5 separate regions of the Mus musculus genome follow, and all the other regions are linked to region 5. Evidence: chromatin contacts called from public HiChIP or PLAC-seq, capture Hi-C and promoter capture Hi-C data. All regions are on one chromosome and are shown on one strand. Each heading gives the region's core, a stretch centred on a gene start, on an enhancer-like site or on the middle of the called end of the contact. The rest is flanking DNA. Distances are from core to core; before and after follow the strand shown. Region 1 has its middle 20 kb from the start of Acvr1b. Region 2 holds the start of Fignl2 (fidgetin-like 2). Region 3 holds the start of Acvrl1 (activin A receptor, type II-like 1). Region 4 has its middle 19 kb from the start of Nr4a1. Region 5 holds the start of Krt8 (keratin 8).

What was found. Promoter capture Hi-C pulls out the DNA fragments that hold promoters and counts their contacts. HiChIP or PLAC-seq counts read pairs in DNA pulled down with a chosen protein or histone mark. Capture Hi-C pulls out chosen DNA fragments and counts their contacts.
Region 1: an H3K27ac HiChIP or PLAC-seq map of microglia shows a contact between it and region 5, with 7 times the contacts expected there. The contact joins the enhancer-like site here to the promoter of Krt8 in region 5. A contact is called at or near these places in 1 of 39 promoter capture datasets (hippocampal neurons), 3 of 115 datasets of contacts at active chromatin or transcription factors (embryonic stem cells, microglia and pancreatic cancer cells) and 1 of 9 other capture datasets (embryonic stem cells).
Region 2: a contact with region 5 is called in a capture Hi-C map of embryonic stem cells, with 2.7 times the contacts expected there. The contact joins the promoter of Fignl2 here to the promoter of Krt8 in region 5. A contact is called at or near these places in 1 of 39 promoter capture datasets (hippocampal neurons) and 1 of 9 other capture datasets (embryonic stem cells).
Region 3: a promoter capture Hi-C map of pre-B cells shows a contact between it and region 5, with 5 times the contacts expected there. The contact joins the promoter of Acvrl1 here to the promoter of Krt8 in region 5. A contact is called at or near these places in 11 of 39 promoter capture datasets (the 3T3-L1 cell line, 3T3-L1-derived adipocytes, the HPC-7 cell line and 6 more), 2 of 115 datasets of contacts at active chromatin or transcription factors (bone marrow-derived macrophages and pancreatic cancer cells) and 5 of 9 other capture datasets (adipose tissue, embryonic stem cells, liver and 2 more).
Region 4: a contact with region 5 is called in an H3K27ac HiChIP or PLAC-seq map of extraembryonic endoderm stem cells. The contact joins the enhancer-like site here to the promoter of Krt8 in region 5. A contact is called at or near these places in 8 of 39 promoter capture datasets (the 3T3-L1 cell line, 3T3-L1-derived adipocytes, the C10 cell line and 5 more), 1 of 15 datasets of contacts at CTCF or cohesin (the NIH/3T3 cell line), 1 of 484 Hi-C or Micro-C datasets (cumulus cells) and 15 of 115 datasets of contacts at active chromatin or transcription factors (bone marrow-derived macrophages, craniofacial prominence, differentiating embryonic stem cells and 11 more).

What each region holds. Positions count from the first base shown.
Region 1 is chr15:101,150,708-101,156,685 of GRCm38.p6, forward strand. No RefSeq gene overlaps it. Among named protein-coding and RNA genes, the nearest start is that of Acvr1b, 20 kb to the right of the region's middle. Within about 2 kb of position 4,729, at least 43 of the 459 cell types and tissues checked have an H3K27ac peak or open chromatin away from gene starts, as enhancers often do. A contact at or near this core is called in microglia, where this site is marked.
Region 2 is chr15:101,051,490-101,057,393 of GRCm38.p6, forward strand. It overlaps Fignl2 (fidgetin-like 2), which reads right to left and starts at 2,910. Exons shown (of 1, transcript NM_001214911.2): 1 at 1-2,910. The coding sequence starts at 2,910. The coding sequence ends at 976.
Region 3 is chr15:101,125,731-101,131,423 of GRCm38.p6, forward strand. It overlaps Acvrl1 (activin A receptor, type II-like 1), which reads left to right and starts at 2,792. Exons shown (of 11, transcript NM_001277257.1): 1 at 2,792-2,853; 2 at 3,197-3,333.
Region 4 is chr15:101,244,947-101,250,060 of GRCm38.p6, forward strand. No RefSeq gene overlaps it. Among named protein-coding and RNA genes, the nearest start is that of Nr4a1, 19 kb to the right of the region's middle. Within about 2 kb of position 1,570, at least 406 of the 459 cell types and tissues checked have an H3K27ac peak or open chromatin away from gene starts, as enhancers often do. A contact at or near this core is called in the NIH/3T3 cell line, bone marrow-derived macrophages, craniofacial prominence and 13 more, where this site is marked.
Region 5 is chr15:102,000,742-102,006,005 of GRCm38.p6, forward strand. Krt8 (keratin 8) reads right to left here and starts at 3,601. Exons shown (of 9, transcript NM_031170.2): 1 at 3,157-3,601; 2 at 676-884. The coding sequence starts at 3,498.

The sequences.
Region 1 (5,978 bases), core at 3,479-5,978, 850 kb before region 5:
CTATACACATGGGAAGCATAAAACAAAAACAAAAGCAAAAACAAAACAAAAAACAATGAAGTCAAGCCAGGTGGAATGGCCTACACCTTTAACGCCAGATCTTGGGAGGCAGAAACTCTGAGCTTGAAACCAGCCTGATCTACAGAGTGACTTCCAGGACAAACATGGCTACAAAGAAATTCTGTCTTTGTATATGTGTATATCTGTATGTATATATGTGCTGGGTATGTATATAAATGTATATATATGTATATAGAGTGAAGTGAGGTTCTCAAGGCTTAGATGGAGGACAGTCTGAAACACACAGGAAGTTCCTATCTGAACAACACAGAAAGCATTTGTGGAGGTGATGGATAAAAGCAAGTGAGGAAAACTGCTCTAGAGCTGGTCGTAGTAACAGTTGTACAGTTGTGTGAGCATTGGAAGCAGTGGGACAGACATGTCTCTGTGTGTGTGTTTGCAAGTGTGTATGTACAACAGCATGGCAAGACCTCTTAAACACAGAACCGAAGCTGGACCTGGAGGATCAGTTACACCCCCAGCACTCAGGAGGAAGGCAGGATTGCTGCAAGCCACAGCCTGTTCTGCATAGTGAGTGCCAGGCCCGAGGCCACACAGTGAGACCTTAAACAAACACACACACAAAGAATATATATATAACAAAAGAAGAGACTGAATTCAATAGCACAATGCCTTTTTATTCAAATGTAGAATGCATACATATTCAAAACAACGTTACATCCTTAACAAGGATATGCATATATTTCAGGACATGAAGCAGCTCATTAGAGTGTTGTGGGGTGTGGGGAACAGGAGAGATGGAGACTGAAATGGAACTGAGAATTATATTTAAGAGGGAGACCTGTCACCTTATGTAAGATAAGGATGCCATATGACCTCCTGATTCACCCGAGGCTTGTGTGGAGGTGGGGATGGCGAGGAATCCAGACCATAAAGCTGAGTCTTGAATCAGCCACCCTTGTGCTCATGATCAGGCTGGAGATGGAACAGAAGCAGGCGTTCTGTGTCCTCCCTCACCTTGCTCAGGTGGTTGCTTATGAGGCATTGTGATCACGAAGGTCACTAGGCCTGGCCAGAGCTACTGTTAAACAATGAACCACAGCAGCTGGGCAAGCCTGCAGTCTTGATGGTCTTGGCCCTTGGAAGGTACAGGCTGGAGGATCAGGAGTTCAAAGCCATCTTCAGCTACCTAGGGGGGATTTGAAGCCAGGATGGACTATAGGAGCAGTGAGACTTTAAAAAGCTGATTGATAGATAGATAGATAGATAGATAGATAGATAGATAGATAGATAGATAGATAGATAGTAATAAATAGATGATTGCTAGATGACTGATAAATGGTCAGACAGACAGACAGACAGACAGATGAATGTAGATAACAAGCCTCGCAGTGGTAGAACACTATTCTTACCCATAGGATTTCGGGCTTCAGTTTACAGAGCTCTGTGCTATTCAGTGTCACCGGCTCCCCAGTCCCCGGCTTTCTTATCTCCCTGGCCTCCAGGAGCAGCAGCTCAATGGGGAAAACCTAGGGTTACACGTACGTATTTGTATATTTCTCTCGTTCTATTTACTTGAATTAGAAAAGAGCTCTCCCTCCTGCTTTTACTGGCTGCTCCCTTTGGATCAATACTCTCGTTAGGTCTTTTGAGAAATGAAATTTTACATTCACACCCCCATTGTTCCCTTGGTTACAATCTCGAGCCATCAGATCTGCCTGTGGTGGCAATGGCCTTTGGAAGCACCTGTGCGGGCAAGGGTTTACCTTGCTGGAAGCTGTTTTCTGATGTAGCCAGTATCTTTAAAAAAATCTTTTTCTAAACTACATTTAAGCAGACTTAACAAGGTCTTAAAATAGATACAAAGTGGTTTTACCCCACAAGGGGATTCTTAAAATACTAACTACTGTTTTTAAGCATAGTCAAGTACTTCAGAAAAGGAATTTACATTGCAAACAGTTTCTATGCTAATTACAAAGTGTTCTTTCCCAACCCATAGGTAATAGTTTATACTTTCGTTTGTACCTGAAATGAATACAATTAATTGTTTTTTTTCTTAATGTTCACTCATTCAAAATGGCCTTTCCTCCTGGCCTGGTGGTGCAGAGCTTGAAGGAGAGGCAGGAGGAACAAGGGTTGAAGACCCTTCTCATCTGCAGAGTGAGTTCAAGGCCAGTCTAAGTTACAACAGAGAAAAGGGAAAGAAAGGAAGGAAGAAAGGAAGGAAGTTCGATCTTTCCACCACGCTTCCAGATTTACATTAAAAAGAAAAAATCCAGGTGTATATTGGCGAATGCAAGGGAAAAGACTCACAAGCTGACCTGTTACAGTTATTTTGAGAAGGCGATGGTGACTCTCAGCACCTTCAGTAACTTTTTTTCAAACATTTAAACTTCCACAGCTGAAGCGTCAGCAAGGGTGGCTTCTTCCTTCCAGGGCCCTCATCCTGCTTTTTACTTTATTTTTTGAGATAGGATCTTGCTATATCTCTTTCTACTCTGGCCTTGAGCTCAGCCTTTGCCTCAGCCTCCTGAAAGCTCAGGCTAGCGGCAGTCCCATGTCCAGCTAAACTCCTCACCTGGCGATTTGGGTCTTTCCCACCAATTTCGCATTAACCCGCTCCAGGCAGAAACCTTCATGCCCACCCCACCCCCACCTCCCCTCCTCCCTCCCGTCCCCTTTATGGTCACATTATTGGAAGAGTGTCTGCCTGCTCACTCCCACTCACGCCTCAGCCCACTGCCTTCTGATTTTGCCATGGAAACTGATCTCTTAGAGGTTACCACTGGCCTCCTTGTTACTAAATCTAGTGGGCCTTTCTTATTCCTTCCGTCTTTAAACCTGCTGACCATGCCAGCCTCTGGCTCTCCCAGCACCCACTGCGGGCGTCCTGGTCGCTTCGTCACTGCTTTCGCCCGAGGTTCTCGGTACGCGGTGCTTGCACTGGGTTCTCTTCTTTTGCACAATCTTCCTGGGTCATCTCAATGCAACTTGGTATTAATGCGTATGAACGGCCTCCAGTTTTGTGTTTCTGTTTGTTCCTTATGACAGGATCTCTCGTGGCTCAAGCTGGCCTCAAAGGCGCTATGTAGCAGAGGATTACCTTGAACTCCTGACTCTCTGAAGAGCCGAGAGGCAAGCATGTACCGCTGTGCCTCATCTATTCAGTTCTGGGTGTTAAACCCAAGGCTTTGGGTATGCTCAGTAAGCACCCTTGGGCCTTCTGAGTTTGAGGTCTCCAACCTTCTGGATGGTTCTTTAGCACAATCATGTCTGACATGGATCTCCTCCATCCTGTTTTCCTCCCTACCTGGAGTGACCTGCTTTAGCTCAACAAACACAACGTTCATTCATAATTATCTGTTCCCTCCCACCAGGTCCCCATTCCAGTCAGGAGAACCTCATCTCCCTGGCTCCCAAGACCTCTGTCAACTGCTCCTCAGTTCCCAGCATGCTTGGCTAGGCCACTGGGCCCTGTTCCTATTCACCCCCCTGGTTCTGGCCCATCCAGTTGGAAAAGCTCCCCTTATTTCATTGTCCTGCTCAGACCTGCAAATGTAGCTAACAGGCCTCTGACCTGCAGCCTGGGGCCACAGTCCCCCTCCCCCCCACCATCCAGCCACATTGAATGTCTTCTCCAGCCCTTAGTTCCTTTTGCCTCAGGGCTTTTACATACTGTCCCCTTTGTCTGGGACATGCTTAGCCTGGCTACCTGGCACTCATCAGTAATAAGCACGTGGGAGGTGAGATGGAGTGGACCTTGAAGGGTGGCAGGCATGAATGTCAATTCCAGCTCTCTCAGCTACATAACCTCATGTCTGTCGATTAACTTCCCAGGACTCATCCATAGGGAAGGGCGTAGCAAGACCTAGAACTCCTAATGTGTATTGGTTTTTTAGCCATCTGACCTACCCCTACCTATCTGAATTCTATTCCTTCTTCCTCATGCATGTACAGATGGCAGTGAGCCCCAGAAAGTACATAGGCAGCACAGCATGGCATAACCCACCCCCACAGGCACCCCACAGCCCACCCTCACATGCACCCCACAGCTCACCCCCACAGGCACCCCACAGTCCACCCCCACATGTACCCCACATGCATACCATAGTCCATCCCTACAGGCACCCCCACAGACACTCAACAGCCCACCCTCACAAGCACCCCACAGTCCACCCCTAATCTCCTAAACTAAGCCCTGGAGTCCAGGAAGACTCAGTGCTAGGTAGCAGAGAGGGCAGATTTGAGTAACAGACTGGAGCAGAGGAAGCAACGCCCAGAGAGGAAGAGGCTGCCAAAGGGAGGGCTCTTCAGTATCTAACACCCTTGTTCTAGTGCCCAACTGAAGCCAACTGAATTGTGAGAAACTCCTGCATTTCTAGCCAGGGAGGAGGAAGGGGGTTCCCTGGATTTCAGTGAAGTCTTAAGTGACTTATATATCTTGTGAAACAAGCATGGTTGAGGCTAGGGCTGTGGCTCATCAGTAGAGTACAAAGCACACACAGAGCCATGGGCTCAAGCCCCGTGGTTACATAAAGCCAGGCCTGGTGGGTGGGGCATGCCCTCAACCCCAGTACTTTGGAAGTAGAGGCAAGATCTGGAGTACAAGGTCAAACTCAGCTACATAGTGAATTTGAGTCAAGCCTGGGCTACAGGAGACCTTGCCTCAAAAGCAAGCAAGCAAACAAAATTCATTGTAAAAATGAGGAAATGAGCCAGGCACGGTGGCTCATGGCTATAACCACAGTGTGTGAGAAGCTGGCGGGAGACCACTGCTGTAGATTTGAAGGCAGCGTGGTCTACATAGTGAGTATGGGGACTCCTCGGACCAGGTCACGAGAAAATAAAAATTAAAAAGTTTAAAGAAATAAAGCCATAAATGAGGTGTTTACATATATAGTAGCCACTAATAAGTGGGGCTGTGCAGTGAGCCGATTCTCTCCCCCTCCTTCTTCTCTCCCTCCCTCCCTTTCTTCTCTCCCTTCCCCCTTTCTCTTCCCCCTCCCTCCCTTCTCTCCCTCCCTCCCTTTCTTCTCTCCCTCCCTTTCTTCTCTCCCTCCCTTTCTTCTCTCCCTCCCTTTATGCATGTGTTACACCCTCCCATCCTCTTCTTTCATCTTTCTCTGCCTCCCAGTCTTTCAAATTCCTTTACCCCTTCTTTTTACATTTTTCCCATACAATATATTTTGATCATGTCTCCCCACCCCACAATACCTCCCAGACCCTTCCCATCTCCTACCCACCCAATTTTATTCTCTTTCTTGAAAATAAAGTCCAAGAACAAACCCACAAAAATTAAAATTAAAAGAACCAATGAGACATACATATTGCGCATATATATATATATATATATATATATATATATATATATATATCCACCAAAACAAAGCAAAATGAAACAAAAAGTCCACACAAAAAAAGTGGAATTTAGTTTTAGTTTGAATTAGCCAGCTACTGCTGGGCATGGAGTCTGCCCTAGAGTGGTTGATAACGCCCAGTGAGACTCCATTGGAGAAAACTGATTTCCTCTTTGGCAGAGAGTATCAATTACAAATAGCGTCGTGGTCGGGGTGGGACCCCATGTCAACTTTCCCCTCTCGGTTCTGAGACCCCATCAGGCTTGAGTGTGTGCTGATCTTGTGGAAGCTGCCGGGGTCTCTGAGTTCATGTGGATGTCAGTCCTGTTGTGTCTGGGATACATTGTTTCTTTCGAGTCCTCCAACACCTCTGGCTCTTATAATCTTTCCACCTCTTTTTCCAGGCAGATCCCTGAGCCTAGAGGGGAGGGGTTTGATGGAGACATGCCATTTAAGACTGACTCCCAAGTCTCTCACTCTCTGTCCACTGTCCACTTGTGGGTCCTGGTGGTTTGAATGAGGATGGAGCCTGTGGGCTCATGTGCTCTTCAGGTGGTGGAACTATTTGGGAAGGACAAGGAGGTGCAGCCTTGTTAGAGG
Region 2 (5,904 bases), core at 1,660-4,159, 950 kb before region 5:
GAAAGCCCCTAGATACATTCTGCGTCTATCCCAGGGACAGCAGTCTGGGGCTCGGGTCTGGTCTTTCCTCATTAGCCCCAAATCTCTCTGGTCTGGGAGAATCTGCTCCCCAGGGACGGGGTTGGGGGTAACAGGAGAGCAGCCAAACTCTAACATTCTTTCTGAGGTCAGTTTCTTCCTGAGTTGTCAAAATAAAACGAAAAACAGCAAATCCTACACATCTTACAAAAATAAGAGGCCTAAAATATTAAGCAACCTACATTTCTGGGACTTCCCCTCAAAAATGAACAAACCAAAAAGGGGGGGGGAAGCCTTCTTTGGGTGGTTTTTTAATCCTTGTCCCACCCCCTAAGGCCCCAAGATTTCAGGTGGGTAAAGTACGGAGGGGGTTGGGGCTCCCTGTCCCCCACCCCCCTTCTCAGCCTCTGGGCCAAAAGAACTTCCGCCAAGAGTCGCTGTGGTGTGAATCAGAACAATGAGAGAGGGAGGGTTAAAGCACAGGGTCCAGGAGACAGAGACAAGCACAGAAGGTGATGGATGGGGACCAGAAGGAAGAGCTGAAAAGGAACAGAGACAGCATGGGGAGGGGTCAGTGACACAACCATGAGAAGAAAAACTAAGCCAATACTGAGAAAGTAGAATGGGAAAGGAGGATGTCGCTCAGAGGACAAGAGACAAAGGTTGCGGGGAGAGAGAGCAGGAGTTCCTTAGGCCCTGGTGCCAACTCATGTCGGGTATGGCCAGTCTGCCGAGCGGAGATGGCGAACTTCCCGTCCACAATAAATAGGAAAAAAAACCTGAGTACACCGGTGCATATGGCATCGATCTGCCTGGCAGAAGCATTTTCCTTCCCATTTAAAAAAAAAAAAATCCACCGGGAGAGCCCGCCCTCTCCCCGCCCCACATTCATCACTCCTTTGGCCAAAGACATCACCCCCCCGCACCCCCAGGCAGAGTTGGCCTCCCCTGCCACCCTCAGTGTCCGGAGCCATACATTTTGTCCCACTCAACTAACGAGTCCAGCTCCTTGGAGGGAGCCCGAGAGCCCACCTTGGCTAGAGCAGCCTCCACATCTTTGTAGGAGAGGGGCCTCTGCAGTCCAGAGATGCCCGCCTCGGCCGCTGCCTGCTGGCACAACTGCCCCAGCTCGCCCCCAGAAAAGCCCTGAGTTCCCTGCACCAGGGCGGCCAGCTCCCGCTCGTTCAGCGCACAGCCCTGCTGAGCCAGCGCCCTCTGCAGGATCTGCCCGCGCGCCGCGCCGTCGGGCAGCGCCACGTAGAAGCGCAGCGCGAACCGCCGGCGGGTAGCTTCGTCCAGGGCCGCCGGCCGCGAGGTGGTACCCACCACCAGCACGCCGTCGGCGCGCGCGCCGCAGCTGCCGTCCAGGCAGGTCAGTAGAGGCGCCCGCAGGGACGCGCCGTCGTCCCTCGCCGGCAGCAGCGCGTCCAGCTCGCTGATGAGCAGCACAGCGGGCGGGCGGCAGCGCGCAGCAGCAAAGGCCGCCTGCAGGAGGCGCGCGCCCTCGACGGCGCCCGAGGCCGCCAGGCCGGCTCCGCGCAGGCGCAGCAGCGTGGCACCTAGTCGGGTGGCGAGGCAGCGCCCCAGCAGCGCCTTACCGCAGCCGCGGGGCCCGAAGAACAGCACGGTCCGCGGCGGGAGCGCGCTGCCGGGACAGGCGGGCGGCCTCAGCAAGGGCCAAAGCAGCTCCTCCTCTAGGGCCGCCTTGAGCGCGCCCTGGCCCGCCACATCCGCCCACTGCACTGGGGGCCCGCAGTCTACCATCTTGCTGCTCACCAGCTCCAGCGCCCCCGGGTCCACGCCCTTGGCGGGCTCCCCCGACGGCTCCGCGAAGCCTCCGTGGGCGGCCGGGACCCGCTCCGGGAACTTGTCAAAGGGCTCGAGCTGCGGCGCGTAGGCGGGGGAGCCCAGGACCTTGAGAGGGCCGCCGCCGCCGTACTTGCCGGTCCCATCCTCCGTCGCCCCGGGTGGCTTCGAACGGAACCCGTTGCCCCGACACTCGGTGTCGTCCGCGGCGGGGTAGGAGGCGCCGTCGGCCGCGGGGGCCTTGGCCGGCTCGTAAGCGTACTTGCGGTAGCGGGCTTCCGCGCCCTCGTCCACCGCCTTGCGCTTCAGCGACACGCCCTCGGCGGCCGCGGGGAAGCCGTAGGGCGCGGGCCGGGGTGGCGCGGGCGCGGGCAGGGGCGTGGGCGCCGCCAGCCCGGAGGGCAAGTAGGGCGCGGGCGGCGCGGCGGGCGGCGGGAGCGCCCCGTAGCCGGGCTGCGCCGCGTAGCCGGCCGCCGGGTAGTTGTAGAGCGGCGCCGAGGGGCCGTAGCCGGGCGGCGGCGCTGGCTGCAGCAGCGCGGGCGGGGGCGGCGGGGCGAGCGCGGCGCTCGTTTGCGCGCAGTAGCCGGACGCCAGGTACCCGCCTCCGTAGCCCGCCGCGTACTCAGTGGCCGCCGACGGTCCCCCGCACGCGTTGCCCGTGTACAGCGGCTCAGTCAGGTTGCCAGCTACTACCGGGGAGCCCCCGAGGCCGGCGGAGCCACCCGCGCCAGCCGCCTTGGCTCCCGGGAGGCCTTCGTGGAGCGAGGCTAGAGGGTAAGGTGGCTCTGGCCCGGGCCAGGGCTCCGGGTCCCCTTTGGCACCGTTGAGGAAGGCGGCGTCACCGTAGCTGCCCAGGCCCGGGCGCTCGTAGTCCAGGACTCCGGAGTACTTCTCGGCGTAGCGCTTGAGGAGGTTGGAGGCTGTGAGGGCGGAAATGTCGTCGTGTGCCCAAGCGTAGTGGCAGCGCTGGCGACCCCCTGGAGGCAACTCCAACTTGTGAGCCGGCGACGGAGTGGTGGAGGAGACGTCCAGGTGCTGCTCTGGCCACTGGTTTAGGGGCTGGGCGTGTTCCGGTGTCCAGTGCATCTTCAACAGAGCTGCAGGCGAGAAGAACAGCGGCTGGTCAGCTCCTGCAGTGGCTCTAGGGACCCACTGACAGCTTGGTTAGCCAATGACAGGCTACCCGAGACCCTTTAGACCTAGAGTTAGTTTTTTAAAATAGTTTGCTGTACTCCAAGAGGAATGCAGAAATGCCATAGTAAACCTTCACTCCCGGCAAGTTACCCTGACCACACCGGCTATGCCCCTCCATGGACCAGATCGAGGGAAGGGCCAGACCATGTGAGGCTCACCCGTAGCAGACACTTGCTGTTCGCTCACTATGGGCCAGCCACTGCAGCGTATCAAGGTTTGTAAAGATTAGTGCAGCCTGTCCAGAGCTGCTGGATATGAGGCCCAACAGGTTGACATCCTACTCTGTCCACCTTGGCGTTCCCTTGAGATTCAAAGGTCCACCATAGGCCCTGGGATGTGAGCGTACCCATCAGCCCTGGAAACCACAGTGGCTAGCCCAGCAACCTTATTTCCTTGCGGTTTGATTTCTTCCGGCCTTTGGCTAAAGCTCAATCTTCAGGTCATACCCCTCCCCGCCCCAACCCACTCAAATTTATATTATGATTCGTAACAGTAGCCAAATTAGAGTTATGGAGTAGCAACAAAAATAATTTTGTGGTTGAGAATTACCATAACATGAGCAACTATATTTAAGGTTGCAGCATTAGGAAGATTGAGAACCACTGGCCTAAAGAAACTAGAACCTGGGAGCTGGAGAGATGGCTCAGTGGGTAAGAGCACCGACTGCTCTTCCAGAGGTCCTGAGTTCAATTCCCAGCAACCACATGGTGGTTCACAACTGTCTGTAATGGGGACTGGTGCCCTTTTCTAGTGTGTCTGAAGACAGCTACAGTGTACTCATACACATTAAATAAATAATAAATAATTTAAAACAAAAAACTAGAACCTGACCGAATGCTGTTTGTTTGCCTGCTACCTGCTCCATCCAAAATGACTCTTATCACCTTACAAACATTATTTGGGATGAACAGATGGTGTGCTGAGGTATGTGAGATAGTACGAGCATGCAGATCATGTCAAGTGCATCACAGGGCTGGTAAAGTACCTGCCTCATCTCATGCTCGGGGACCCGGGTTCTATCACCCGAGGGGTTAAAGATGAACCCTACTTTGTTCTGAGCTCCCCAGTCACCAAATGAAGAGGGAGCTGTGGTCAGACTCATTTCACAAAACACCCTTACTCAAAGGGAGCAAAACTATTTGTGGTGTGGGGATCCTAGAGCCAATCTGTGAGATACCACCTCTGGACCATGAAGAGGGTAAATGTTCCCAGGCTGGTCCTACACCCTCCTCTAGCACCCATCAAGGCACCAGTCCTGAACCAATAAGAGATACAGGGCCCAAGAAATAGAACCATGTAGGCACCTGCCTCCAGTGAACCGACCTGACCCAAGGACAAAATTCCAAAGATGACATAAGCCCATGGCATACTGATTTTACAGTGATTATTTCTCAAGCCCAAAGCTTCCAAACTCTGTGTTGGTATGTGCATATTTTGCTGCACTGGGGTTGGAACCCACAGTCTCCCGCGGGCCAGGTAAACACTCCCAAGCTTCTTGGCAATATCATATCAATCATATCAAATCCTGCATGTCCTACTAGGCCTGGGGTTAGATCAAAAGGTATCCCGAATGGTTCAGCCAGCTGAGAAGTCGAGAAAGCAACATCCTTTGTGGAGTAAGGAAATAGAGGCCTTTGACCTTGGGGCTCTTGAGAGCATAACACTCCTAGTTAAGGACTCACCAAAAGACTGGTATTTTGGTAGCACCATGAAGGGTTACGGGCGGGGGTGGGGGGGTGTCAGTGCATCCCGGATGACAGGACCAGTACATCTGGAACAGCAGGGCTGGTCAGATGCAGCTGTGCCTGCCTGCATTCCTTGCACTCAGGAGCCTGAGCCCTGGTGTTTAACGCCAGCCTCAACTGCACAGAGCAAAGCAAACCACAGGCGGCTCCCTTAGGATACTCTATTGCCACCTGCTGGAGACATCACAACCTACAGAGCTAGACGGGCTCTTGTACAGTGCACACCAACAAAACTAACCACGGTGAGCCTGTAGAGAGGACCAAGAGATGGGGTTGAAGTGTTTCCACCGGCTCTGCACACCCAGCCATAGTGGCAATGGTCATACACAGCAACGTGGCCGTGCCATGGCTAATGGCAAAAGACAGCCTTGGAAAGTGAATCCCCCCCCCCATGTTAACCATCTATATCAACCACGTAGCCAAATGCCTGATGGTCCACAGAGAAGGCATTAGGAAAGTCACTGGCTCCTAGAAGGAAGGTAAGTCCTGGAGGGTGCCAGCAGCCAGACGTACTACATGAGGGGCGTGTTTTTCAGAGCCTCAGCTCTCTCTGAGGGGTTTTCAAAGATGAGAGCCAGTCAAAAGAGCAGTTTCCCAGGACGTCCGGTGACAAGTGACCCAGTGACAGGGTCACAGGAGGTAGCATCAGTTACATCAATGCAAGTGTGTCACTACATCAAACCCAGGCTCTGCCCACAGTTACTATTACCTGTGTTCTGGCTCAGAGGAAAAACATGTGACTTTGAGGACCGCGTCTCCCCTGGGTACACAAACCCAACGGAGGGAAGAAGGGCACAATGAAGGTCCAGGCCTGGGCCCGACCCTCGACTCCCTTATCGGGCAGTGTCTCTTCTTACTGTCCAGCCTTGGCTCCAGCAGTCTTCACCCAAGTCCTCCGCTAGGCAGCGCTGGCGCTCACTCATCGGACTAAGGATCCCAGGTTTCCACTTTGACGGGTTCTCCTAGACTGATTCGGCCCTCAATTTCCTCTGCAGGAGACCCCGTGCTTGACATGGCACCTATACCACTCATTCGCTGGCTCTCCTCAAACACTTCAGGTCAAGGTCTCCCCACGTTAGCCAGGAAAAAAAGAAACACGAAACCATGGCTCCTGTTTTCACTCTTATCTGCGTCCGTATCC
Region 3 (5,693 bases), core at 1,542-4,041, 880 kb before region 5:
GATGGGTAGCACTTTCAAGGGGTCCTGAGGAGGAAGATGCCTTAGTGGTCCTAACTCTAGGGATGTGGAGGGTCTGCCAGCCTCTTCTCGAGGAGCAGGGCTGTTCTCCAGCTTCCGGGATTTCCCAAAGCTGGACGTAACCAAGCTGTGTTTTGATCCAGACTAGAGTGACAGGCCTGGGACTAATAAGAATGTCATACAGGCTGGGAGGAGACTCCGGGGTTTTCTAGCTCACACCCTTCATTGTACAGAGAAGGAAACTGAGGGATGAAGAGGTGATCCAGGCCTGGAACCCAACTCTATGACCCATATGATTAACCTTTGCAAGGCACTGTGGTGTTTGCTGCCTGGAACTAAGGACACCTGTCCCTTCAGGATTCCATTTAGCCCTCCACAGTGAGGACCTCTTCCCGTGTTTAATAGACAGAGAGCTGAAATCTGCAGATATGTACCCCCTCGCTTTCCCTAAAGGAGACCCACAACTCCCCTCTGTCATCCACCTTGTCTTTCTAGTTTGAAAAGCCTGGCCTTGAACGTGCCAGGGAGGCGCCCTGACTACTGAGCTGCCCCTCTTCCACTCGAATTTCAGAGGAGCAAACCCCAGCTTGCTTCCCCCTCCTTTGTTCTTCTCCCCGCCTACCCTGATGCAGATGGGGTACATACTTTGTAGGGCCTGGTGCAAAACAAAAATTATGTGTCCAAGGTCCAAATGCCATTAAGAATACTATGAAGAATTTCATGGTGGCAGCAACAAAGCACTCAAGCACAGGGCTCTGAATGGCTGTGCGTGCTCGGCCTTCATCACTCTTGAGAGTGGGGCCTGAAACAGGTTTGGGGCAAGCACATGGAATCCTAGCTCTGCGGAGGTGGAAACAACAAGATCTCATGTTCACAGCCAGCCTAGGATTTTAGGGACCGTTCTCAAAAAACAAAAACAAAAACAAAAACAAAAACAAAAACACAGCACACAGTTGAGAATTTAGTGCTGGTCCCCGAAAGCTCATTGCTCCACCTCTGCATCAAACCGTTGTCACCTGCCTCTAGAGAGGACCTCCTTGAAGTTCTTCAGACTAACTTCTGAGGATCAGCAATCCTCTGCTTCAGACCCTGCTGGGAAGTCTTCTGAGTCCCTGGATCTAAATCGGAATTCTTTGGGCCTGTTTCATTTCGTTCTGTCCTCAGAATATAGGAACAGCTGGGCCTTGTGAGCAACTAATTCTTGTAGACTTGGACGCAGTCTGTAATTCCTTTTCTATGTCCTCATTGGCCTGAGGCCCTAGTGCTTTCTCCAACTCTTGTCACTCCTCCCACATCCCCCGCCCCTGCCCCAAGCTCCCCGTGCACTATGGGAGGCTTGGGTTCACAAGAACAGCCCAGGCACCAGCCAGTGTCGGGAACGCTAAGAAGAGGGGAAAGATGCCACCCCTGTCCACAGCTTCTCTTCAACCTCCTAAATTGACTTCTCTCCGTCTTACTTCACAGGCCTGCCCACAGAAACTCTTCAGTCCCCACTGACCCCCTCAGCCACTTCCCAGCTCCTGACCTTACCCATGGTCCCCTATCTGCCCCTTCCCAAGGAGGCGGACCTTAGACTTGGGCTGCAGAGGTCCCATGGGTCCTGTCCCACTCAAGACAGAGAGCCGCCGGCTGGAGAATGAAAGGCTTACCGGAAGCCATGGCATGTGGGAGGAAGAGTGGGTGTGAAGATGGTCATGTATCCAAGCTCCCTGTTCTATAGAGTGTAACAAAGCGACCACCACAATCTGGAAAAGCAGATACTGTAATCCATAGTACTGCAAGACATGGTCTGTCCTGACCCTGAAATTTGGTTGAGCCGGGGCTCTGGAAGGTCATGGGGCTCACAATTCAAGAAGCTGCTAGCATGTGGAGCTCAGCAGAGGAAGTAAGACCAGTGGGAGCCTCCCGCCTTTCTCTCCCCCAGCCTCTATCCTTGCCAAAGGATAGGGCACCTCTGTCCCATCTTGCAAAATCTACATGACAGGCATGACACCTTAGAGATTGCTTCTGTGTTCTCCCACTGGGCTAGGGCCACCCCTTCCCTAGCCTTCTCAAATATTAGCCGACAAACTCCTTCCTTGAGGAACTTAGATAGGCACCATCTTTTACCGTTTGAAAGATGGAACACTATGCTCATTAGTAGCGGGGGGGGGGGGGGGGGGTTGAAGCCCCTGGAGGTGTTAGTGGGGTCACAGCAACTAGCCTGGATTCCCAGCTGGTGGAACTACTTCAAGGTCCCCCACAAGGATATTCACAAGGCTAAGAGTAAAACTCAAGTCCTGCCCAGGAAAGCATAGATTTTCACCCAGTCCCAGCCTGTACTGCCGATCAGGAAGAGGAAGAGTGTCCTGTCTTCCCCATCCCGAGCCCTCTGCCCAACTCCCCAGCCGCAGGTCCCAGCCTCACAAGGTTCCATGCCCCAAATTCTAAAGCTCCCCATCTGGTAGTTGTGCCCCGCCCCCATCCCGTGGTTGGGGTCCCAGCCCGGCTAGACAAAAAGGACACGGCTGAACAGAAAAGACAAGGTGGCCTTTCCCTCTATTCTGGCCACCCCTGACCTGAGGGAGAGGAACAACTAACTGTCAAGCCTTGAGGTGCACAGACCAGACTGACTCAGAACGGACCTATCTAGGTTTCTTTAGCCCGAGGCTGAGCGTTGATGGCCAGCACTGTGGACAACGGAAGGGAACAAAAGTATTAAGGGTGAAGGGCTGGAATTTGGAGGCAAAAAGATTTAAGCCAACTGGAGAATCCAAAGGGCGGAGCCAACTCTGGAGCAGACACTCCCAGCCCAAACTCAGCTTTCTTAGCGCTGTTCCTTAGGAGTGAGCACAGGTAAGTTGGCTGCTACCTCACGCGGGTCCCTCCCTGAAGCCCTCACGAATCTAGATTTCTGCCTCTGGGTGCAGGCTACCCTCTCCTGGCCTAGAGCGACGCTTCCGCAGCTAGCTCAGTCCCTACGTTCCTACCCAGGACGCACGGGACCCCAATGCCTGGGTTCGAAGCCTGTCCCTTCGTGGCAGGGAGGGGCTGGGGTGGTCGCACTCGGTCTGCAGCCCTCTAGAGCCGAGCCCTGCTGCTGGGAGGCGTACTGGGCAATAGGAAACGAGTTATTAGGAGGGAGTGGTGGAGCCGGGCCAGGCAGGAAGAAGCTAGAATAAGAAACATTTTGCTCCAGCCCCTTCCCAGTCCCCGGAGGCCGCCGCGCCAGCCGCGCAGATCGAGACCTTTCCCGGCCCCACAGGCCGGCTCTGGACGTGAGACCCCGGCCGCCTCCGGCAAGGAGAGGCGGGGGTCGAGTCGCCCTGTCCAAAGGTGAGTCGGAGTGCCGCTGGGCCGGGCAGGGAGACCTGTCCCTGGTCTCAGGGGGACCCTTCTTTATGTGGATCTCAAAGACCTCTCAGACGGCGCGTGGCAGGGTCAGTTTTAGCCGGGCAAGACAGTCAGCAGTCCCCTGGTTGTGGACACACACCTCCCTGCTACCCCGACCTGAGCGTGGAAGGGGGCGGGTCGAGCACGGATGGGGAATCAAAAAACTTTTTTTGCTAGGTATCCTGAGGCCTTTAGCTTCTCTTCCCTGCCGAGATTAACTCTTCTACCCTTATCTATAAAGGTAAAACGGGACTGAAAGATTCTTCCCTCCTGAGCTCCAGGGTGCTCTGTTGACATAGGAGCGACTTCCCTTGCGGAACCTCCTCATAGAGACCACTTAACCTGGCACCCCAATCCTTATCTCTATAGGGTCACAGAATTCCCCTGCCGTGGGTGTCCTTGACATTCCCCTTTAGGGACTCCTGGCCCTCCCCCAGGCTGAGATCCAGGCAGTCAGTCAGCCCTGCAGAGAACAGCTCTGCTTTCTTAGGTCTTCCTTTGAAGGACACATTCCCCTGCTCACGAGCAACTTCTGGATGAGTTCGGCCCCCTCTCTGACCCTCCAGGGTCAGTCTGTCTAGGGGGTCTGTCTAGGGTCTTTCCTCTCTGGATCCTCACCACTCTAGCTGGCCCCCCACCTGTCTTCACAATTATCCTTCTTTGTTGTGGGTGGTTTTGCTCACACAGCCTATCAGATGGGAGATAACTGTGCCCAGCTTGTGGAAGAGAGGTCAGCTTCAGGCTTTGGATGACTCTGAGAAGGGTGTCAGTCAATGACATCAGGAGACACCATGGTTGGGAGGTTTTTTGTTTGTGTTTGTTTGTTTGTTTGTTTTTGATACAGAGCTGGCCTCAGATTTTCAGTCCACCTGATTCAGCTTTAGTCTCTTTCCTGCCCTGCCTCAGGAGGCTTCTGAGTGCTGGGATACAGGTCAGTGCCGGCACATCTGGCTGCCGAGGGCTTGCTCCGTGCCACTTGCCACACAGTTGAGTAACTCTCGTGGGTCTCACCTGGGAAATGGTACTCTTCTTATGCCAATCTCCAAGCTGTGAGACGTAGCTGCCACAGACCACCCTAGCTAGGTATGGGGGTCCCTGGGATGTGGGTTCTCGAGGCTAGGTAGGTAAGGATTTGGCGGTGACAAACAGAAACAAACACAGAGGCCAGGAACAATACTCAATACTGCCAGGAACATGCCTGTTCCTGGACTGTGAATGTCCCATGATTCTTACCTCCTCGCCATCTTAACTCGATGTGTCTCTGTGGAGGAGTCTGCAGCACTCTGACGAGGTCCTCTCCTTACCTGAGAAAGTATTTTTTTTTTTTTTAGAAAAAGGATAGAGAAAGCTTACCTGCCTCGAGCCCCACATTGAACCCCAGCTTCCACGGACCACCCCAGTCGGGTGCTTGCTCAGGGCCAGTGTGTTGGTCTGTGTGCTGTATAGGAGTCTCTCCTTTCTGCAGCTTCCCGGTCAGAGATCTTAGTCACTTACAATTAACTGTGGTGTGAAAACAGTCAATGGGAATTTCCAGAACTAGGGAAGATATATATTTATATATATATATATATGTATATATATATATATATATATATATAATTTAAATCCATACTGTCTCCAGAATGTAGCGAAGTCTCACCTCCCCTCACCTCATCGGTCATATGAATCATCTCTTTGTCCAGTACATCTATACTGTACACTTTACCTGTCAGTCACCTAGTAGCTGTCAGGGTTATCAGATTGATCGAGAAACCTTTATTTTAGTCAACCATGGTCTCAATTGCAAGCTCAGGGGTGCTGGTGACTCAGTACACCAAGGAGAAGCTTTATAATGCTCCCTTTAAGTAAAAAGACAGAGGTCCTGGCTATAGCATATTACTATGGGTATTGTAATTTCTTACTAATGTTGCTGTCTCCTGGGTCTAATATACAAACTAGACTTTATTACAGGTATGTTATAGGTAGAGGGGACAGGACATGCAGTTTGGGTTTCATGCACCCAATGTGATTCAGGGATTCATCACCGTCAGATGAGGGGGAACCATTGTGCCGTACTGCTTACAGAGGCTTAAGACTCTAAAATCCAGGCTGTTCCATCCTATTCTACCACTATAGACTTAAAGGAATATGCAGGTGAATACCGAGACTGGCTGCGTCCAAGAGGCCAGTAAGTGCACAGCTGTGGAAGATAGCTGAGTTTCCACTGTGCTTCCCTACCTTAGGATAATCACAGTGTGGCAGAGCCCTACTGCTGATAGAAACAGGAAGACTGACAGCCACCATCCAGGCTCACTCCTCTCTGG
Region 4 (5,114 bases), core at 320-2,819, 760 kb before region 5:
CTCTGCTCCCCACTTTCCTGAGATACGTCTCTACACCTCTATACTCCACTGAGTGATCTTTCTTATGCATCTTGGATACTCCAGGACTCCCCAGAATGCCAGCATCCAAGGAATTCAAGTTCTTTGTGCAGAACGCTTATAATCTTCACATATAAGTTGCACATATTATTCACTATAATTACTTATTTAAGTTTTAAGATAGTCTTACTTTGCCGGTGGTGGTGACACACGCCTTTAATCCCAGCACTCGGGATGCAGAGGTAGGTGGATTTCTGAGTTCGAGGCCAGCCTGGTCTACAAAGTGAGTTCCAGGACAGCCAGGGCTACACAGAGAAACCCTGCCTCAAAAAAATTAAAAAAAAAAAGAAAAAGTCTTACTTTATAGCTCAGGCTGGCCTCAAATTCAAGATTCTCTTAATCCTAGCCTCTTGAGTGCTGGGATTATAAATACAAGACACCATACCTGGCTCTGCTCTACACTGTAAAGCTCTGCACTAGGGATAGTGTTTAGTGTGGTGAATGTTATGTGTGTTATTATAACGCTGAATTATTTAGGCAATAGTGACAAGAACAAAACCTAGATAAGTCCAGTGCAGATGTAGTTTTGTCTTGTTTTCCTGAAACATTAGAACCCACCCCTGAAAATGACATTTATTTCTGGAGAAGCCTGGTCAAGACACCAAAAGCTCCCTGAGCTCTGACTACCTCCTGGGTAGCTTGGTTCTCCCTGGCACCTTCTCCTGGGGTTTGACCTGAGCCATCTGGGAAGCATGGTTCAGCAACCTCTCTATCTTTTTTTTTTTTTTTCTTTCTCCCCTCCTACCTCCAAGTGGTCTTATTTTTTGTTATACTTTAAAAAACAAACAAACAAACAAACCCCAAACAAACAAATCCAAACCTTAAACATCTACTTATTTTATGTCTGTAAATTTTTGCCTCTGTGTATGTATGTGCACCCCGTGCATGCCGGGTACCCACTGAGGTTAGAAGAGGGCGTTGGAACCCCTAGACTGGAGTTAATGACGGTCGTGAGGACCCAAATCTGGGTCCTCTTAGAGCAGCTGGAGCTCTGGACAGCCGAACCATTTCTGCAGCCCTTCTGTTTTGCTTTTATTCGGGGCAGGGCTTCTTGTAGCTCAGGCTGGCCAACTCCCAAATGCTGAGATTACAGGCCTGGGCTACCACGCCCAGCAATTAACTTCATTTTTGCACCATTGCTTGTGTGGGTCTAACGGAAAAGGGCCTAAGAATTGAGGACATTCACCTTTAATCGCACTCCGTGCCCCTCGGGACTGTCTGGAACAGATTTGGATGCCAAGTCTCCAAGCCAGCCGCGCTACGAGTTTCCACACACCCCCACCCACCTCCTGCCTGGGCCAGGCCACCCCCACCCGGGCAATGACGTCTATTTGCATGCACCAGCGCCAAAGGAAGCGTTGGCTCAACGACGATTTGCATGCTCTCACGCTATTGGCTGCGAGGGCGGCGCCGCAGCCAATGGCTGCAGCGGTGTTTACAGCGCGGCTTGGGTGATGTAATGGAATCCTGGCTAGCCCGCCGAGCTCCCTGCGGACTGCGCGGTGACGTAGCGGCTTCCCCGACCGCACCCGGCGTGCAGGGCCTGGCGCGGGCAGTAGGGGCATGGCTCGCCCGAGGCTCGGTGCTGCCCCGCCGCCCGCCGCGTTCCTTCCGGCTTGGTGTTCCGGTGGCGGGACCAGGGAAGGGAAGCTCGGGCCAAATCCGGTCTCGGGCGAGGTGACAGAAATTTGGAATCTGACACCGGAGGATGGCTGAGCTCCGGCTCCTCTGGGAGTGCAATTACGGACTTCGCACTTTGTCAGCCACGCAGCTCTACAGCCTTTGCTGTTGTCTGCGGGTGTCTGTGTGTGTGTGGGGAGGGGGGGGGGCGGGGCGGTGAGAGTGATTTTGTAACTCTAAAGTTACAGAGGGTTTTGTTGTGTTTTTAATCAAGAGCCCTGGTTTTGATTTGTGGGTAATCTTTCTTTAAACCTCGCCCATTTCCGGCCTGGTGACCTGGGCCACTTTCTCATGTTGACCCAGATGATCCTCAGTAGCAAGAACAAAAGGACAACAGATGTGGAAACACTCAATGAAGCACAGGAAGGGAAGATGGCCTCTCCACCTCCAATCCAGTGGCCTTCTAGAACTCTGCAGTCCTTGCAATAGTCTTGGGTGACCCCATTTATTTTTTTTTATTTTTTGCCTTTGAGTGTATGCTTAAATGTGGGGAATGGCGGGGGGACCCCAGCCAAGTAGTTATTGATCCTGAGGCTGAGGAAGGGACCTATGAAGGGAATCCCCTTTGCAGTCCCAGGCAGGGGAGTCCCTCTGGGCCCAGTGGGTTAGTTAACCCCTCCACATCCTCTAACCCAGGCAGGGAGGATGTGAGGTAACATACTGGCTCCTCAACTATAAGCAGCTGAATCCAGGTCACCAAGTATGCTAGATGGCCTTGGGCCTTGTGGCTCAAGGTGGCTTACTGTTTTTCACCCTTGGGACTTCCATCTTGTCCCTGTCTCATACCCTTGAAATTCCGGACAGCCTAACCTCCATGGGGTGTTCTTTCCATTTCTAGGCCTTTTTCCACACTATACCCCACATTCTTTTTCTCTAGGGTGGCCCCTCTTCCCTCATATATCCTTCCTTACTCTTAATCTGTCTTGACTGTGTAGATATCCCCTCATAGTAAAACTAGCTGCTGGGCTTTTTGTCTCCGTGTCTTTTTTTTTTTTAAGACTTATTTATTTATTTATTTATTTTTTTGTATATGAGTACACTGTAGCTCTTTTCAGACACACCAGAAGGGGGCATCAGATCCCATTACAGATAGTTGTGAGCTACCATGTGGTTGCTGGGAATTAAACTCAGGACCTCAGGAAGAGCAGTCAGTGCTCTTAACCGCTGAGCCATCTCTCCAGCTCTTGTCTCCCTGTCTTAGGAACCCTCCAGGGTGTGGGCTAGTACCAATGAGGACTGCATCCCTAACTGCTCCTAGAAGCCCAGCCTTACAAAGGACTGAGTGGTTTACCTTCCCTCTCCACTCTCCTGTCTGCAGGAGGAACTGGGAAGTGGTCCTGGGATTTGGGCAGGGAGGAGGGGACACCGTGGTGAGTGCCTTCTGGGAATTAGAAAGCCAGGCTGTGGGGCTGCTTGGCCACTGACTAGCTGAGGAAGCCAGTTAAGGGAACCACAGTGGGGCTATTTATAGGAGATCTGTTGTGACACAGAGGTCGCCATGCCCTATCTGTGCAGCCCCCCCTCCCGCCAAAGCACAAGTAAACACCAGCTGGGCAAAGCCAGGCTAAGCATTTTTTGAAGGACAGCTCCAAGACAAGCATCCCAGCCCTGGCTCTCCCTCAGGTCCCCCTGAATAGAAAAGGCAGATCCACCACTGCCTGTCATTTTCCTGGTACATGCTCTATGTGTGTTATCAAAGACACTGTCTTCACAACGCTGCTGCTGTGTGAGACAAGTATGTTACCATGTGTGTGTCTCCAAGGAGGAAACGGGAGCTCAGAGTAGGCCAGTTTCTCTCCTGGAGTCCACAGCTGGGAAAGAGCCAGGAGAGGCAAGAATCCCTGGGTGGTCTGTCTGTCTGTGTCCAGGGTTCTTCCACAGCTGTTCAGATCACCCAGTCACCAGCATCCATTACATGCCACTTGGGCCTCAGGCCCCTCTTCCATCTCAGCCTGTCTCTTTAAGCTGTCCCAGTGTTAGCATGTCACATGTTGCTATCTTCTTTATTATAGAGTAGATAATTGAGGCAGGTTTGGCTGAGAGTATTTATAGAGAGAGACCTCTGTGAGTTGGAAGTCTCCATGGAAAAACTGCTAGCAGCATTTTTTTTTTTCGTTTTCCATTCCTGTCTAAATAAATGTATTTCTCCTACACAGGCAAATATTTTAGAATGTATTTTCAAAAAGACTGGTGGAAAAATAAAAAAGGGAGCAGGGCAGCGCGTTCTTTCCAGAGCCCCTTGGAAAGAGCTGCTAGGGCAGGAGGGGAGGCCCGTCTGAGGTTCCCTAACTCCTGGCTGCTGCTGTACCTCAGTGTCTACAGAAGGATGTACTGTTTGAATGTGGGAAAGAACAGGACTGATTCTGGGATTTTTAAAGACAAACCAGAGGTTCTAGAGTTGGCTGTGAAGCAGGGAGTGGAGAAAGGGATTTTGTTGTTGCTGGAGTGTCAGGCAGCTCCAGAGAAGGACTTCTGGGTGTGGGAGAAGAATGTGAATGCTGGTCAGGAGAGGAAACCTCTGGATGCTGAAGGGATCTTGGCCATGTGGGTCCAGGCTAGGCTAGCTGCTGGTGAAACAGGCACAGGATAGGATGGCTAGGAATGGACCCTTACTCCCAAATGGGTTCTCCCTAGCCATCTCCCAGTCAAGCAGGGTAGGGATAGAGACAAAAAACCTTTAATTATAGATTGAGAGCTCACCTTTTAATTATTCTTGGCCTCTCTTTCTTGGCCTAGGGCTTTGTTGTGTAATTGTTTCTTCTGAAATTGAAACATTTCATCCTATAGAGAGCTGTCCTTAAGTAGGAAGAAAAAGCAATTCAAAATAGCTTCAGGAAGTCCCTGAAACTGACCAGATTCACTAGGCCCCTCCCTCCTTCTTAGAGGTAGTGAAACTGAGCTGCAAAGCCCACTTGCCTGAAAGAAGCAGAAACCAGCACAAGGTACCTGGAAAAGGTTTAGACCAACAGAGGCACCTGGAAGGACACTTTACAACATGTTGAGCTGCCTGCTGGCTATGCAGTATTCTCTGGGTTCTCAGCTTTGTAAGCTATCATCTATGCTGGGGGGGGGGGGCTTTGATGATGCAGCTGTCTTTGAGTTGTTTCTGCTTCTGCAAGTAGCCCCTCAACCATATGCCTGTAAGAAATCTTAATAAAACTCATTGGTTCAGCTGGGTGGCAGTGGCACATTTCGGAGACAGAGGCAAGTGGATCTCTGTGAGTTCAAGGCCAACCTAGTCTACAGAGGGAATTCCAGGACAGCCAAGGCTACATAGACCCTAAACTCAACTCCCCTGCCCCACCCCTGCCCAAAACCAAAACAAAACAAACAGTAACAACAATAACAGTAACAAC
Region 5 (5,264 bases), core at 2,351-4,850:
ATGTGTGCACAAAGAGAGACAATCCTACCCTACCTTGCTCTCTGATGGGAACGGGGGGTGGGGGGGGTAGGGGAGATGAATATCTCAGTTCAGAGATACAGGGCATGCAAGGCTGGTCCTTCTGCCCCCCATACTCATTTCCCAACCCCCACCCAACCTTATGCTCAGCCAGTGGGGAGGCCTGGAGCAGGAAAGCAGTCTCCAGATACACGTTAGACTTGGCATGCTAAGAGAGTTAGCATGGATCCTGTCATGGGACCTCAGAGCACTCTTTGGAGAGCTTGCCAGATCATAGCTGTTAAAGTAAAAAAGTGAGAACTGCTGGCTGCCTCTCTCTCTCTCTCTCTCTCATTTAAGTGCAAAATAAATTAAATAAATAAATCTTACTATGTAGTTCTGGCTGGCCTAGAACTCACTTTGAAATTAGGGTGTGTTTGTGCAATCCTCCTGCCTCTGTCTCCTGAGTGAAATAATACAAACATGCACCCAGCTTAGGTACACACTACCTAACCAGGAAATTGTTGTCCTGGGCTAGACAGTCCTGAGACTGAAGCAAAACTGACCATGTGGCCACAGGACCAAACTATCCCCTATGCAGAGGGTCACGAGAACATAGGCCCGTGCCCCCCAAAAGTGAGGCGGCGTAAGAGGACTTTATTCAGGGAGGGGGCTCACTTATTCTTGAAGTCCTCCACCAGGCCCTGCATGTTGCCAAGCTCAGCCTCCAGCTTCAGCTTCTCCTGGCCCAGGGCTTCCAGCTGCCGGCGGAGGTTGTTGATGTAGCTCTCAAACATGTTGTCCATGTTGCTCCTCGACGTCTTCTGCTGCTGCAACAGGCTCCACTTGGTCTCCAGCATCTTGTTCTGCTGCTCCAGGAAGCGCACCTGCATGGGGAGGACACGAAAAAATTCCACATCAGGCTATAGTCAGGATCTGGAGGGAGGGAGGGAGAGAGGGAGAGAGGGAGGGAGGGAGGGAGGGAGGGAGAGAGGGAGAGAGGGAGGGAGGAAGGGAGGGAGGGAGGGAGGGAGGGAGGGAGGGAGGGAGGGAGGGAGGAAGGGAGGGAGGGAGGGAGGGAGGGAATCACTGTCCCTTCCCGTGGTCACGTATGTCCTGGGGAAATAGTGCAGTGTCCTGGTGATGGCAGCGTCGGGAGCCATGTTCCTCCAGGACTTGGGATGGGAGAGGCTGCAGCCGTAGCTGCGGAGGGGGAGGCTGCAGCCATAGCTGCGGAGGGGGAGGCTGCAGCTGTAGCTGCGGAGGGGCTTTTATTTGAATAGATGATACATCACAGCCTCGTTTTCTGTTCGTTACCTTGTATGTAGGATTGAGAATGGCATCTATCACACTATCGATGATCATTCGAAGGGATCTTGAATAAAGATCCTGGGAATTGTAGGGAACTCTCTCCCTGCTTCCTATAGCAACACTACTGTTACCCTGAGCTGTGTAACTTGGTCTGGGTCTCCCCAACCCTGCAAATAGCTCCAGAAGGCTCAGGTAGGCGCTTTTGGGAGCCCCTTCTCCACAAGGGCCCACTTTTAGCAGAAGATGAAGCAAGAGAGCAGGCAGGTACGTCTCCTTCCATCCTTCCCACCCTGTTGGAGCAGCCTTGGAGACCCCTTAGCCTTGGGAGTCCCACGACCCTCTTCCCACTTGTCCACAACCAACCCCGCCCTCCCTGCCCCCTTCACATCTTAGAGCGCACAATCCAAGACGTGGTACAGGGAAAAGCCTTTTGTAAGGATAATAGCCTGACTGCTCCATAGGAGCAAAATGCACTTCACACTCTCAGGCCGGAGCGCTAACTTTTTAAACTGGGGGGAAACTAGAAAGCCATCCTGTGGGAACAATCGGATTACCTTCCCACAACCCACACTATAAATCCTTTCTTCCCCGTAATTACAATAATAATAATAATAATAATAATAACCCAAGTAATCCATTCTAATGGAATGCTGAATTCGGGCCAGGTGCTGCTAAAGCTCGTCACACTTTGAGCTGAACAGGCAGAGAAACTGATTTGGGGCCTGTCGTGTCCATTTTACAGAAGAGGAAGTCAAACTTGACAAGATGGCCCATTGGAGGAAATTGCCGGGCCCTGTAACCACAAGGCACATGCCATGTCTGAGCCAACTGCTCTCCATCAGGATTCTAGGGGGAGTTAGGGACCGGACCGTTGGAGCTAGTAAACCCTTGTGAAGAAGAGGCAGACGCTCCTGGGGCGTCCTGTGATTCCACAGGCTCAGCCCCGTGTTTTCCCTCCTCCCGTTCCCACACCGCCTCTCAGGAGCCAGTCAGCAAAAAAGGGCCAATCGTCCCGGGGCCACGAAGGCCACTGTGCCACAGGACTGCAAAACCTGGCCTGGCTTTCGGCTTGCAAAGGAACCAGGCAGTTGGGGCGGAGCCACCGTAGAAAGAGTGAAAGGGGTACAAGGGCCAAGCTCGCAGAGGGGCGTGGGTAGGCCGACGCTATCTGAGGCCATAAACTCCGGTCTTAACAGGTCGTGAAACAGGAGCGGAGTGTCCAACGCCCGCAGACTTTGAATCTCGCACGGGCCTTCCCGAGGCGGAGCCCTGAGACTCACCCTCCCCTCCACCCCACCCCACTCCTGGTGGAAGGGCAGACCCAAGACCTCCGCCCTGGCTCTACAGCGGCCCCGCCCACTGGAGCAGGGCAGGGGCCGAGCAGTGACTCAGCCTGGAGCCCCCACTCTCTAGCCTTGGGCACCAAAGACCTCCATATGCGTTTGTCGGGTTCAATCAAGACACCTGAAACCTTCTAAAATCCTTACACCGCCCTCCATTATTTAACAGGAAGATAGAAAAATACACAATGCACGGGGCACCATGAGGAAACCTTGGGGCAGTTGGGGGCGGGGGGGCGAGGGGGCGTCCCCGCCACCAGAGAGCAAAGCCACAGGGAAGGGACCAGGCCCTCCAGTGAATGGGAAGGTGCTCCAAGATTTAGTCACAAGCACTTCAGACCCTCTGGGCCCAAGCCAAAGGGTATGAGAGAAGTAGAAGAGAGTGTGGCCAGAATGGGTGGGTCCCAACAGGAGCTCATGGGGGGTGCGAGGAGAGATGTACGCATCTCTGTGTCAGCAGAAGAAAGAGCGAGCGCAGGACGGTTAGTCGGGAAGAGAGGGGTCTCACCTTGTCAATGAAGGAGGCGAACTTGTTGTTCAGGGATTTAATCTGCTCCTTCTCCTGAGTGCGCACAGCCTGGATGTTGGGGTCCACCTCCAGCTTCAAGGGGCTCAACAGGCTCTGGTTCACCGTGACGGCTGTGATGCCCCCGACACCAGCCCCGCCAAAGCCGCCCAGACCCACGCCGGTGCCCATGCTTCCCCGGAAGCTGCTGCTGCTGCTGCCCACCCGGGAAAAGCTGGAAGAGCTGATGCGGGCACCGGGTCCACTCGTGAACGAGCGGCTGCTGAAGGCCCGGGGACCGGAGGTGGACATCTTGTAGGATTTCTGAGTCACCCTGATGGACATGGTGAAGTCTGGAGCGAAGGCAGTGAGCTGAAGACGGAGGTTCGAGAGCGAGCTAAGCAGCTGCTTCTAGACGGTGGGACAGCGCCCAGCGAAGGCCCTTTATAAAAGAAGAGGCCAGCCCCAGGGGAGGGAAAAGGGCCTCTTACCTGAGTGGCTAGACACTAGAGGGCAGGGCCTAACCCAACGTCTGCAACCTCCAGACGGGACTCAGGTGAGGGCAGCAGAGAGCTGTTCCCACCCGGGATCCCTCTCCAGCCCCACCCTAAAAATCCAGGAGAGAGCAATTGATCCCTGTGAAGGCAGGAAGTGAGCCTGGGATCTCTGACCTAAGCTGTCTTATCTCCTGCCCTCCTGTGAGAACTACTTGGGCTGAAAGGGTTCCCAGGCATTTTAGTTTAAAACACTGGGTCTCAACTCAACACAGGCAAGCTACTAGAACTCACTAGAAGTTGAAACTCAAGGAAGGTCGGAAGGGCCCTTCCTCGGGAGTCACGTAACAGATATGCTGTAGGTTCTCCACCAGTGGGTTGCAATCCCTCTAGGGATAGAGCTATGTTTTCCCAGAGGTGACATATCAAATATCCTGTGGTTCAGAATCTTGGGGGGGGGGGGTCACAACCCCTTTGGGGGTATAAGTACCCTGAAGCCTAACCAAAGCCGGCACCGGCCTTTACCAGCCAGCACTAGGACTGAGGGTGTGCCTCATCCACCACATCTCTGGCTGGTCTCTCCTAATACCTCCAAGAGACCTCCTTTAGGTGGAGCTGGCCAGGCTGACCAGCAGGGCCCTTTCGTTCCCAAGCTCCTGTTTGCTTTGTCTGCCCAGGTTACAGCTAACACCACTACCCCACCCCGCTACCTGTGCAGCATCCTGCACCCATAGGCTGGCAAAGGGGGGTGGGAAGGTAGGTAGATATTTGAGGAATGAATGAAACACAGGCTTCTAGCTGTCTTCTCTCTTGTGCAAGGTAAAGAGAAATCAAACGCAGCTCTTCTCTCTGGACACAGCACAGTATTCTCCTTTCCTACCCAGACCCGAGAGAATTCCCCAGACCAGACAGAGGCCTCGAGGAATAACAAAGACTGAGGGACAGAGGCCAAGGCAGAAAAGGGAGACCCCAGAGAATAGAGGCACAGGGGCTTTGTTGCAATCGCTTCTTTGGAGACACCTTCCCCAGGCTGCCAGGGCAGTGACTCATGGTGCCTTGGAACGGGATGGCCCTGCTGGTGGTGACTCATTCTCCAGCCACCTGGACCCTTCTCCTCTGCCCCCGGCCCCAGGCTGGCCAGATGTGATGAGGATAGTACCCTGTCTCCCTGCACCTGTCTCTCTGAACTCATTATCCCATTATCAGAGTGAGTCAGGAGAACAAGCTGGGGCACAGCCTGCACCTGTGAGAGGTTGGAGACTGGGGAGCAGAGCAAGGCCCTCCAGGCCTGGGTGGAGCAAGCAGGCAAGAGGTTTGGGTCCCCAAGGCAAAGATTCCACCTGCAATTAAATTACCTGATGGGTTGGGCTCTCTGGAAGGCACTTCAGGGTGTGATGTGGGGATTGGGTGGATCTCAATTAAGGAAACCAATAGATGACAGATATCCAAATTCCCTGGGGAACTGGGCGGTAGCAGACACCACCCCATAGCCAGGGAAAAGAGTAAGCACCTACTAAGAGAACTGTCTATGGATTCCGCCCCCCTAGGAGAAACACCCAGGACTGCTCTATGGGCACATATAGGCAAAGGGACAGAGACCCAGGATGGGCACATATA